Linked DNA regions of Rattus norvegicus: all the other regions are linked to region 2. Evidence: chromatin contacts called from public Hi-C data. All regions are on one chromosome and are shown on one strand. The core of a region is the stretch at or near the end of the contact, and the rest is flanking DNA. Distances in the headings are between cores, read along the strand shown.

The links. A called contact is a pair of places that touch in the nucleus more often than the background predicts.
Region 1: a contact with region 2 is called in a Hi-C map of Schwann cells, with 9 times the contacts expected there. The contact joins two enhancer-like sites. A contact is called at or near these places in 1 of 12 Hi-C or Micro-C datasets (Schwann cells) and 1 of 1 datasets of contacts at active chromatin or transcription factors (oligodendrocytes).
Region 3: a Hi-C map of Schwann cells shows a contact between it and region 2, with 8 times the contacts expected there. The contact joins two enhancer-like sites. A contact is called at or near these places in 2 of 12 Hi-C or Micro-C datasets (the A7r5 cell line and Schwann cells) and 1 of 1 datasets of contacts at active chromatin or transcription factors (oligodendrocytes).

Annotation. Positions count from the first base shown.
Region 1 is chr1:52,848,824-52,852,685 of GRCr8, forward strand. The region is part of intron 4 of Pacrg (parkin coregulated); the gene reads left to right. The region is part of intron 2 of LOC120100098 (a long non-coding RNA gene); the gene reads right to left. Among named protein-coding and RNA genes, the nearest start is that of Cahm, 84 kb to the right of the region's middle. Within about 2 kb of position 1,443, at least 36 of the 93 cell types and tissues checked have an H3K27ac peak or open chromatin away from gene starts, as enhancers often do. A contact at or near this core is called in Schwann cells, where this site is marked.
Region 2 is chr1:52,522,670-52,526,750 of GRCr8, forward strand. The region is part of intron 2 of Pacrg (parkin coregulated); the gene reads left to right. Among named protein-coding and RNA genes, the nearest start is that of Pacrg, 94 kb to the left of the region's middle. Within about 2 kb of position 1,967, at least 57 of the 93 cell types and tissues checked have an H3K27ac peak or open chromatin away from gene starts, as enhancers often do. A contact at or near this core is called in Schwann cells, where this site is marked.
Region 3 is chr1:52,202,937-52,206,942 of GRCr8, forward strand. It overlaps Prkn (parkin RBR E3 ubiquitin protein ligase), which reads right to left. Exons shown (of 12, transcript NM_020093.1): 2 at 2,254-2,417. Among named protein-coding and RNA genes, the nearest start is that of Prkn, 230 kb to the right of the region's middle. Within about 2 kb of position 1,330, at least 37 of the 93 cell types and tissues checked have an H3K27ac peak or open chromatin away from gene starts, as enhancers often do. A contact at or near this core is called in Schwann cells, where this site is marked.

The DNA.
Region 1 (3,862 bases), core at 193-2,692, 330 kb after region 2:
AATGTATTCACTCGCCCCTTCATCCTGCAGGGCCCCCCAGAGCTTTCCATGTGCACAAAGAACACCCTGCAACAGTAGCCGCAGATCCCACCAAGGCCAAGGGTGGGCTCAGCGCCAAGGAGCACAGCTTCAAAGCCAATCCCAAACCTGGCTTAGAAGAAGTGCCTGGCTGCTCCAGCTACACTGGCCTGGCTTTCTGCTTTGCGCCTCTCACCTCTGATTGTGATCCTTCCTTTCTGTAACAGTAGTCACTAAATAAAAGAGAAACTGGGCTTTGACAGTCTAGAAATCGAAACCCTAGTGGGGATGTTTTATCAAAATTCTACATGATCTCTGTCTGCTGTTGGCCAGTGTCCACCAAGTAGCAGATATCTGTGTGAAACGTAAATGTGTCTTATGTAACTGCCCTTTGCCATGGGCCCTAGTGACGGGCATGAGCTGAGCCTCTGCACTAGGAAGATGCCATCGGAGGGCGGACAGGAAGTATACACGTCTTGCCGTGACCTGAAAAAGGCCAAGAAGTAGCATACGGGTCGGAGCCGTTTCAAAGGGATTAGACAGGAGAGGAGTTCGAATGGGTTTAATGCTGAAGCAGGTTTCTCAGATAATCAGAGAAGATTTGACATCCAAAGTGCTAAATGGAGTTTAAATAAGTTGGAGCTGGGAACTGTCTCTGGGAGGTCAGGCCATTGCCTGTCTCCTGCATGCCAGCATCTCTAAGAACAGCCCGTCTATCTCCTTCAGCTGTTTGGATGTCATTCTTATGGGGCACAAACCTGCCTTGCACCCGCCACATAAGCCCCACTCACGTGATTATAAATAAAATGTATCTTTTCCATCATCAATGTCTCTCCCTACCCTTCTGAACGTAGGCTCCCCACTTCCTAAATAGTGATATCAGCTCCTAATCAGACCTGACAATTGTAAATAAGCACCTGGTTGACACTGCTGTTATTTTAAGTGTCCTGTTCTCACAGACACATTTGCCCCCAGTGGCATTGTCTGCATTTAAAGCAGGGAGCTCGAGTCACCTCGACTCCTGCTTCTCAAGATACGGAGAAAAGTGCATGTTTCAAAATGGAGATCACACCCCCACCTGCCTGTCAGCCGCAGCTTGACATTAGCCTGTCCCGGCATCATCAGGACATGCAAAGCAAGGCTCGGGCTCTCGGTTTTCGTTCAGCTTCTCTGTCTCTGTCTGCCCCCATGACGCACACTCTGCAAGCACAGAACAGTGCGACTCCAACTCCCTTCCGAACAAGCGACTTCATTCTGCTCTGTTGTTTCATCGTTGGGGTTGGTACAGTTGGAAACAAACAAAGCCACAGAGCCTTCTCCCACAGCTAAATATTTTTTAAAAAGCAAGAATGTGGAATAAAGTGCTGCTTGTCGCTGCTGCGTTCTGGAAGGGGGTGAAGCCCAGGGTGTGCTAAGTTCTCCATTGTGCAGGCTTCCCAAACCCCCTCAGCCACAGTGGGAAAATGTGCCTGTCCTGTGACCCATTCAGTCTTTGACCTTTCGAGCACAACAAAAGGCGCTATTTACCAGCGATTAATACATGAATCTTTGTCTAAAAGGAGCCGTATGGAAGCTGTCACGGCCCAGCATCACCAATTTGATTTTCCAGGTACCTGTGGGGCAGGGAGTGCCGCAGGTTCGACTGTCAATAGAGCCTGCCTATTTCTCCCTAACTCCGAGGAAGATCACTAACTGTAGGAAAAATCGTGGGCTGGTACTTACAAGGAATGTCCTTTGGGAGAAGACAGACACAGAGATTAGCCCAAGACCTCCTGGGACACTTTTCACTCCCGGTGGCCTCCTGGGATACTGGCCTCATTCCTAAGGACACTTAGCCATCAACATTAGCTCACAGCATCCGCTCTCCTGTAGCTTGGCCTGGCTCTCTTCTTTGTTTCTGACCATTTTTTCCCTCACACCTCCATCAAACCGTAGTCACACCCACCCCTGCCAAACCCAGGCAGCTCACAGTTTCAACTCAAGGACCCTCTCCTATGGGCAGAGTTCTCACATTCTCCCTGGCGTGGCCACTCCTAACAGTCCCCTCTTCTGAGGGTGGACCATGCCAGTCTTTAATGATGAAGATGATGATGGTAGTCTGATTGCTTAAACACGGGTTTACCTGTGGTTTATTTTCTTGTTGATATTAATGCTTTTCTCAAAAATATGACTAGAGTCTTTACTCTGCTTCTCTCTTGGTGATATTCTCTCCACATGATAAGTACAGTTTTGACCAATGTTCATGGATATGTTCCCTGTGTTTGACATTTTGAATAGCCAGCCACTCGGTGAGTCAAACTTTAAATAGACTGAAATCCATTACACAAGGTATGCACCATGGGGAGAAAAGTCCCCTGATTACAGTCTTGTACGTCTTTGTAAGTTCACCTTACAGAATAAGTTGTTATGTGCCACAGTTTTAAGACTCCATTTTTTTGCAACTTTGCTGTATTTCTACCTGCCTTCACTCTTACCAAACAAACTGGTCAGAATGACAGTTCATTATTTCTGTATTATCTCAGACAGTCCTATTTCTCTAAGAAGTTCCGGGAAAAACATCAGATGAAAGTGGTCCCTGTCTGTGCTGTGTGAGGTCTTTGCTCTGGTCTGAACTGTTCCTGATCCTTTTGAAATGTCCCTGAATAACTGGGGATAGGGAGTCTGGAATACCAACTCAGCCTCCACTCTTTTTACATTAAGCGGGGTAACCATTTGAAGGCAGTCCCTGAGGTATGAGCAAAGTAAACCATCCCTCTATGAGGTGGATGCCTTCAGAATGTGCCGTGCTCCCTGGCCCTGTGCACCCTCTGGCCCTCGCTCACCCCTTTATCCCTCTATCTCCTAGAAGCCCAACTTTGTTGCCCTCCCCTGTGTTACCAGGCAATATGAGCAACTTCTCTAAATGCAATAGTGTCTCCCCTTCTGGGAACAGGGACACTAAAGCCCTCTGAAATCTGTGGATGCAGCAAAAAAGCGTTTTAATGACTCTGTAGGCAGAAACCATGATAATGGTGGAGTCTGGAGGGTGCACAGGGAGTGCATCTCTGTCAGAACTGGGGTTCCTCAGATGTCTCACAGTCTAGGTACTGCCAGGAACCTTTTTCCCCCCGAGTAGCTGCAGCCTGAATTTTCAGAGTGGGAGACCTGAAGGTTTGTAAGATCTGCCAAGGCCAACTAGGACTCAAGTCCTTCATGGGCCAGCAAGGCAGGCACAGTGGTCAAATGCAGGCTGCAGAAGGATGGGTTAACTGCAGTAGGTCCTCCCTGGACTTGCAAGCTCCAGAACTGGCAACGATAGCGCCCTGGCATGCCATGACCCTAAGATGGGCCGTCTTATGTCACTCAGTGGCAATCACAGCAAAGTCCTGGGAATAACTACAGCCCCCTGTGGTCCCCAACCCTCAAGAAAAAGACTCACCAAGTACACAAAGCTGCAAAGACATGGGCCACAGCTCTAAGCTGAGCCCGTCCTTCTCCAGCCTGCCTCTTGTGAGCTACATGGGGCTATCTGCATGGTCTAACCACAGACCGTTCCTCTGCTGTGCCTGTACTGTGAACAAAAAGCCTTCCTTCACACTTGTATATCTTAGATTAATTTTCACCAGCTCTGCCCTGGATTTGAGTTTTGTTATTCTCCTCATTTGTTTAATGGGCTGGTCTGTTGGTTGGTTGGCCTTTTAAAGAAGATGGGCTCTTATGTAGCCCACGCTGGCCTCAAACTCATAGTGTCACCTCAGCTTGGCGATGCTAGAATCTCAGGCATGGTGTCACCATCATATGCAATTTGGTATTTTTGTGGAGTTGCCACCAGCCTTAAATGTCAGCTAACGTCAAAGTGTTACCT
Region 2 (4,081 bases), core at 717-3,216:
AATCGATTATGTTAGTAACAGACTCTTCCACCTACATAGTCTCAAAAAATAATTTCAGTCCTCATGTCTGGACAGCCAGCAGAGCAGACCCATTCCCAGGAGCTAATGACTCCTCACATGGGCTTCTGAGAGTTGACCACAATCCATCCATTTAATTACAAACATGCTGTCAATTAGCTCTGTGTCCCCGAGAGTTGTTGAATCTTTCACTGCTTTAATTTTCTGCAGTATCTTTGTGGTTCCCACTGTCCATGTCCTTGGGGATAATAGCATCATAGTGGCCACGTCTACTGTGGCTGGCATAAGGCTTGGGAGATCCAAGGTCTACTAGTCACAGAGCAGATGGCCAGTGATAGCTGTATTGTAATTTCCAGTTTTGAAATTATTAGGAATAGTGGCTGCAGAGATGACTCAGGGGTAAAGAGCCCTGGCTGTTCTTCCACAGGACCCAGGCTCTATTTCCTGCACCCACATGGTACCTCACAACTATCTATAACTCCAATTCCTGGGGATTTGACACCCTTATATCAGACATACATGCATGCATGCACACATACAGACGTACATACAGGCAAAACACCAATGCACATGACATAAAAATATGTTGTTTCAAAGAAGACATTATAAGGAATGGTGGCCTCTGCCAGACTTCAGTTTAATGTCAATAGTCATGGAGATTCTTCTTGTGCTTTTCAGAGTAATTTAAGTATAGTAGGTTTGTCATAATATTCTATGAAAACGATGAAGTGGCCTTAAACAAGAAAACAGCCTACAAAAACGCTAAGAACCCCACTAGAGAGACCATCAGGACATGTTCTGAAGAAGTCCTCATGTTAGTGAGAATGCAGCTTATGATGAGAGATCTGTGAAAATGCTCACAGCTGCCCAGTTGGTAAGATGACCCCAGCACCTCAGCACACTGACTCCCTTCTTAGGAGAGTGTGGCCCTGGCTCTGAGGACTTACCAGGTTCATAGTGTTCCCCTGGTAGAAGACATGATTCAGCGTCAGTTATAGTGCCTGTCATGGCCCCTTTCCTCATGATGTCCAACTTCCGCCTCAGATCTCTTCTATGAAGTGCCTTTGGCTACTTCTAATAACCCCAAAATGTTTGCCATACTATACCAAGAATGGTCACAGGCTTACTCAGCCCTTAAACTATGGTTATACATGCATAGAGCATGCACATGAGACCACAAGTTGAAATTCCAGTAGCTGATTGCTTCATGTTGCCTTACGAGGACTCACTTTGTCAAGATGATGCAGATCCTAAACCTGTAAGGTGGTCAGAAAATGATTAGGGTCACATCACAGCCCTTGAGCCTTCCCATGGTACAATGCCAACAAAGAATTCAGATATTTTATTAGTGGCATAGAATGTCTCAGAAACAAAAAACAAACAAGTAAACAAAACACTACAAAAAACGAATACATTGAAGAACTGAAAGTTATTCAAGGACAAAACCATTTTGTGTGTTTTAACTGTTTAAACAATTAGTTGACTTATCTTCATGAATCTATCAGTCGATATCTTTCAGTAGACTTGAGTCATCTTTCATTTTCTGTGCAGTGCACACAGCCTTTTAAACAACCCTTCATGTTTGACATTTTGTCATACTTCAACTGGTCCAAACTGTGTTTTCTCTCAAAGACTCCATACTGCTGTGAAAGCTTTCCCTGTGAATTTTATTCCTCCATTCTTGGCTAAAAACACTTGTGGCCTGATCCTACTCTGTTTACCCAGGTCTTTCCTTAAGAGTTGAGGGGATTAGAGCGTGAAAAAAAAAAAAAGGAAGAGAGGAGTTGCCAGTAGGTGGCTCACTCTGAATGTGCTTGGGATGGGATCAGAAATGTCACCCCTCCTCCACTAAGCCTTTGTTTTCAATCCCTGCTGCTTGGAGCCTTTTTCTGTAATGCCTGAGTCATTTGCAGGGGGTGAAGAGGGGAAGAAAGAGAAGAAAGCCAGCATGCACCAGCCTCCTCAGAGCGTAAGAATAGCATGGCCCCATCTCATTTGGAGTGGTCCCCTAGTGGAGCCTGGACCGAATTCTCTTCCCCACACACAATTGCTTGTTCTTTTGTTCCTTGTGTCCTTGGCAAAGACTGAAAGAACTAAGCCTGTAATACTTAGGCCCTCCTGTGTCACTTAAGGGATAATAGGCCATTGTCTTCATTAAGCCACCCTTGTTTTAGCAAATAGAATCCAGAGACTGGAGGGAGAACATTTTGAAGGGGGCAGAATCAGAGGAGAGATGCTTCACTGGATTCCCTAGAGAAACTGTTTTGTTTCTCCTGCTTTATTGCTCCTCACTGAGAAGATTCATATTCAAATGGGCCGAGTCCGTGAATACTTGCTTGCACATTCTCATGCACCCAGGAAGGCTATGATTATGGCTAATTACAACGCAGAATGAAACCCTAACAAGAGTGCTCAATCAGATTGTTGTTCATGCATGAAGTAACCAAGGCTGGCCAATGGAGGTGTGATTCTGGTAATTACAAACATTGTGGCTATTTGAAAAATGCTTAGTAAATCTGTTCAGGACAAAATAAGGTCTAATTAATCACTTTAGACGCTGATTTCTCCAGACGATTCATGTGCACTTAAAAAAAAAAAGTTTAGGGTCCCCTCAATAAACCAAATCTAAATATAAAATATGCTCATTGCCCACACTTTGTCGGAGGAATCAACTATACAGCCTGCCCCATTCCTGTCTTTTCTGACCATCATATCACAGCCTGCCTTGTATGCAACTCGACAGAAGGTTCTTTAAAAATAAATGTGTACATATTCTTGTTATTATCTGGCGACCCAGTACTTTATAAAAAGTTACTGGAAAGCATCAACTGTTAATTTAAATGTCCAGAGCGATATATAATAACTGCGCTGATATGCCTTAAGTCTGAGTATTCTGAGAATGCTGGCTGTAACCCTGGAGTATAATACCCAAGGATGCTACAGGATGAAGAGATGTTATCTTCTCCTAACCCGTCACAAAGAACAGGACTGAGGCCACAGTAGCAATGAAGAAATGACAATCGAGAACTTTGTGACATAGGTGTCCATGGGAAATGGGAAATCTGTGTAGTTTACAGACATTTAGTGTGCTCCAAGAGGCAGTAAACTAGGAAACTTAACAAAACCATGTGCTCACTCACTCACTCGTCAGAGTTCCTGTATTGCTCTCCTTCCTTCCTGTCATGTGAGGCTCCATAAAGGGCAGGGAAAAAGAGATCTTCCTGGGCTCAATAGCTGCCTTGAGGAAGACAGGGAATTCCAATTTCCAAGGTCCTCACTAGAGAGAGAGTGCAGGCCATGACAGAGGACCCTCTTGCAGACTCTGCTTCCTCGCTTCTTCTCTGTAAAGAATGCTCTGCATGAAGATGTTGGTGGCTTCACATCCTGAAGAGAGAGAGAGAGAGAGAGAGAGAGAGAGAGAGAGAGAGAGAGAGAGAGAGAGAGAGAGATTGAGATTATGTAGGGAAGAGCCTCTGGGGAAGGCAGCCCAGCCACTGGGCTGGAAAGTTCAGGATTGGGGACAGAGTATGCCAGGTAGGGATTGAGGGATGTTGGGAGAACCCGGAGGCCAGTTCTCTTTGGTATGTAAAATATGTACCTCAGAGCCTTATTCCTGGCCTTGTCCCAGAGCCTGAAACCAAACAAAAATGACCAGAGTTACTGTAAGAAAGGTAGAGTGATAAAGCCATTTATTTCATTTAAGGGTTCCAAATGTGCCTCGGTCTTTGTTTTCTTTCATATCTGATAGAATGCATTCCACCCAGCTACTTGAGAACTTTTCAATTTTGCCTTACTGAGTTTTTATATCTAAGCCAAACAAAACTATCTTTTCCAATCAAATTAACTAGAAATTAAACTTACTACAGCACCTAACTGAAGGGGTCACAGGGCTCAGATTTACTGTCCCAAATATATCTCTGTGGAGGTCACTCCTCTGGCCTTCCTGTCCTCCATTCTGCCCAAGGTTGAAACAGAACCAGAAATCCTCATCAAAGCCTGCAAGGCTGGTTTCTGGCCTCTTCCTTCTCCTCAAGCCTGTTTTGGAAGCACCCTGCTCTCTTCA
Region 3 (4,006 bases), core at 80-2,579, 320 kb before region 2:
TTCTGTGACAACCTTTGTCACTGAATGATCCCCTCAGCCCCTAAGAACAGCTATGTTCTGCTTTTATGTTTTAAGTCTCGGAATTTAGAGTCTGTAGGAAAGCCTCAAGAGTGCCAGTTGGGTGGACTGTACTTCCTGACACGCGTCCTTGTCACCGAAATGAGGATACTCATACTGCTTTGTGCTCAGCCCTTGGTGATTGAATCTATTTCACTTGCTGTAAAAGTATTTCTCTCTGGGCAACTATCTGTGAATATTAAATTTGCACCCTACATCCAGACCCAGGTTCCAACGGTTAGTTAAATATCTCTCCATAAATATCCACTCCTCATAAACTCTCAGCACCCCTGGAAATTCAGCTCCCTTCCCATGGCGTTTTATGGAATCCCGTTCACTGCAGGGCCAGGTCTGTCAGGATTCTGTCAAATGCCCTGCCGACTCCATCTTTCCCTCTGTCTTCAGTATCGCCTCCAGCTTCCGGAAGGACGAAGCCCATCTTCCCTCCCGAGGCTGTGGAGGGTGCTGTCCTTCCACCAGAGGAATCCTCATCTGGATTCAGTCCATTTGGGAGCTCTGTCCTGGTACCTTCCCAGTCTGCACCTTTGAAACATCACGATATCTATGGGCTATACAGCATTAACTATGCATAGCATGTGCGTACTATAGGCTGGACCTCATGGCACCTCAATGATTTCATCCTATGTGGTGCTGGCAGACAGTTTGATCTCGAATTCCTTTACTTTAGAGCCCTAAGCGGGTAAAGAGCAGACTTCTGGAATGAACTCCTTTTCACCCAAGCCCCTGAGAAGCTCTGAGCACTGGAAGCTCTAAAAGTGTGAACCAAGCTAATACTGTTGAAACAATGCATAGATTTTTATAAAAATCAGTCCCCCACAGCAGTTAATCTTACTGAATAAGGAACAGCTAACTGTTACACTCGCCCCACCTTGTACAGGCGAAGGGGCTTTAAAATCTAATGGTTCTCATAATAAAGTCTATCTGGACTCAAGAAACAGCTTTAGAACCATTTATTTGAGAAGGAGACCACTTAGGTTTAGAAGTTGGCAGGAATGGCAGAAAGCTTTTTAGTTGACTGAAATAAAAAACAAAATCAAAACACTTCTTAGCACAGGCACTTCCCTTATGAAAACAAATAGCAGGAAAGCAAGGCACAGCAGTTTCTGCACAATGGGCGTGAGTCCTACTGCCACCAGCGGGGGCAGGGAGAATAGCAGAAGTGATTTGCATTTCTATAGTTTCTTTGTACACCCACATTCCAAAAAGCTTTTCACAAAGCAGCGAACACCTCAGTCCACAAGAGGACTGACGGGACTAGGCAGTCTGAGGTCTGAATACAACACAGATCCCCATCCAACTGGGAGCAGGGGCTCAATTCCACCATACACCGAGAGGAGGGAACGAGCTTTTCCCTGCTTCTAATCACTTGAGTAAATGTGGCCATTTCTGCTGAACTTCCCTCCAAAACACTCACTGTTCTCTCATTCTAGGCAACCGGCCTGCGCATCGATTGCTAACCAGTTCCTTGGATGCCTGCAAAACTCATTTCTCCAAATGTACAAGATGCCATAAAGAAGAGGGTTTCCATGGCACAGCAGGGGCCAGATACACAGGAAGCAGAACCCCATGGTTCACTTGGTTCTGTATCGGGGTGTAGGCCAGGGATAACTCTGTATATGCTTGGAGATACGAAGATGGACTTTTGCTGTGTAATTTCCAGGCTGCCTATCCACCGCTCAGAGCCCTCGGCAAATGGGGCCCTGGGCCAGTGTCTGCTGTAGTCCAGGCAGCAGCTGTGAGTGTCCTCCAGGGGTCACAGTCGGGTTGTAAATCCCTCACAGAGCTTGGGCTGAGCAGCCTTATAGGGAACAATTTATTTGAATCCTTCTTCATTAAGATTCAAATGGAATAAGGAAGGTAAAAATTGAACAGACCCAGAAATTGTGCCTTCCTGCTCCCTCAGTCAGTAAACATTTATTCACTAAGCCGAGCGCCTGGCTTCTTTCTCCCCCTCTTGGCTCACTCACACTTGTTCCTCCAGTCCTTCCTGCATACTGTTTTAATGCATAATTAAGAAGGTCAGAATTAATGAAGCCGTGTGGAGTAAAGTTCAAGGAATCCCCAGGCACTATTTATTCTATTAGATCTCAGGCATGAATGTCAGATTGGCAGCATAAACTGCAAGGGCCTTGGCCCTGGCTACATCCCAGGGACCACCCACCCAGGGAGACTCACCTGTACTGTCAGGTGATTCTGCAGCTCCTTCCCAGCAAAAATCACTCGCAGCTGGTCAGCTGGAACCCCCTGTCGCTTAGCAACCACTTCCTTGAGCTGGAAGATGCTGGTGTCAGAATCGACCTCCACTGGGAAGCCATAGCTGGAGTTGAACCTGACAAACACTAGACAAGACCAGGGGCAGAGAGAGAAGAAAGAACATTACTCCAAGCCTTTAATGGCCAGTGAAATGTCTCTGAAGCCTCTTGCCCCTCACCTGCCCTCCAGTGAATGACAAAAATTTTCTCTCATTTATAACAGAGAAGTTTATTCTATAGAGCAATAGTTAGAAAAAAAAAAAACAAAAAACAGAAACAAAAACAGTTTTCCCAAGGTGTTTCCTGCTTATACCCTGGCCAGTGACCTGCAAACCAAGACTGCTTTGTGCCTTTCACAGTCCTTCTGGAACAGAGGGAATCAAGCGGAGAATTTGCTTGATTGGAATCTCGAGATTCCCATGAGTGTATAGAATATTCTGCTCCAACAGACTGAACAAATGCTCATTCCCTCCACAGAGTCCACTGCATTAAACTCAAAGGCAGAATGTGGCTGCCCCAGAAAGAAATGTTAGAAATGGAAGGCACTATGCAGACAGCTGAAGAGAGCATGGGCCCTATGATAGGACGCTGGGCTCTGTGAAAGAACTCCAGGCAAGGCTTTGAGTCTAGGTTCTGTGAAGGCCTCTGCTCACTGTGTAAGGAATTTGCACCCTGTGTTCTTAGTTCACAGGTCACAGTGGATTTCTAAAGAGATCTTGAAGTGACATCATCTCTGCTGTAGCCACCACTCTCTTCATTAGGCTCTGGCTAGATACCATGATGTCTCCCACAGTGTCTTCTCATTCCCCTTGTCAAACCATATATAGCATTTCTTCCATTTGCCTGCTGTTTCCAACTATCTGCCTTTTTACCCCTCCCCCATTGCCCTCTCATTTACTCCTCAAATAAAGGGAGCCCTCACTGAGTACCACCCCACCCTGAGATATCTAGTCTAGTCCCAGCAGGTCTAAGCACATTCTCTCCCATTGAGGCCCAACAATGAGGCAGTCCAGGTAGGGGAAAGGGGACCTAATGGCAGGGAACAGAGATGGAGATAACCCCCCACCTTCCACTTGTTAGGGGACCCACATGACTACTCCATATCAGGCTCTTACTGTCTAGTCTCTTGAGCCAGGTGGGGTAGTGCATGTCTTTAATCTCAATACTCCAGAGCAGAGCAGCTGGATCTCTGTGAGTTCTAGGCCAGACTGCTCTATGAAGCAACTTCTAGAATGGTCTAGACTACATAGTGAGGCCCTGTCTTAAATAAAATAAAACAAACAAATAATATTTTCTAAGTTCTTACATCATTTAGCTTCTTCAATTAGTCTGTTTTTAGTTTTGTAGTATATTTTTTATTTTTAATTTAAAGATTTCTTCAAAACAGCATACAAACTATTAAATAATGGTGTGAGACTGACATAGGAGCTTTCTAGTTAACTTTAGGGACAGGAACCTCAATTCTGACCCCCAGCCCCCACTTCCCTCTCTTTAACAAGCATTTTTTAAATACTTTTAAAATTCACTTTTCACCCCAATCACAGCCCCTCTCCCTCCTCTATTTCCAGTCCCATCATTAAAAATTCTTTCCCCATTGCCCTCTTCCTCCTCCTCAGATAAAGAGAGCCTCCATCGGGTGCCACCCCACCTTGGGATGTCTAGTCCCAGTAGGTACA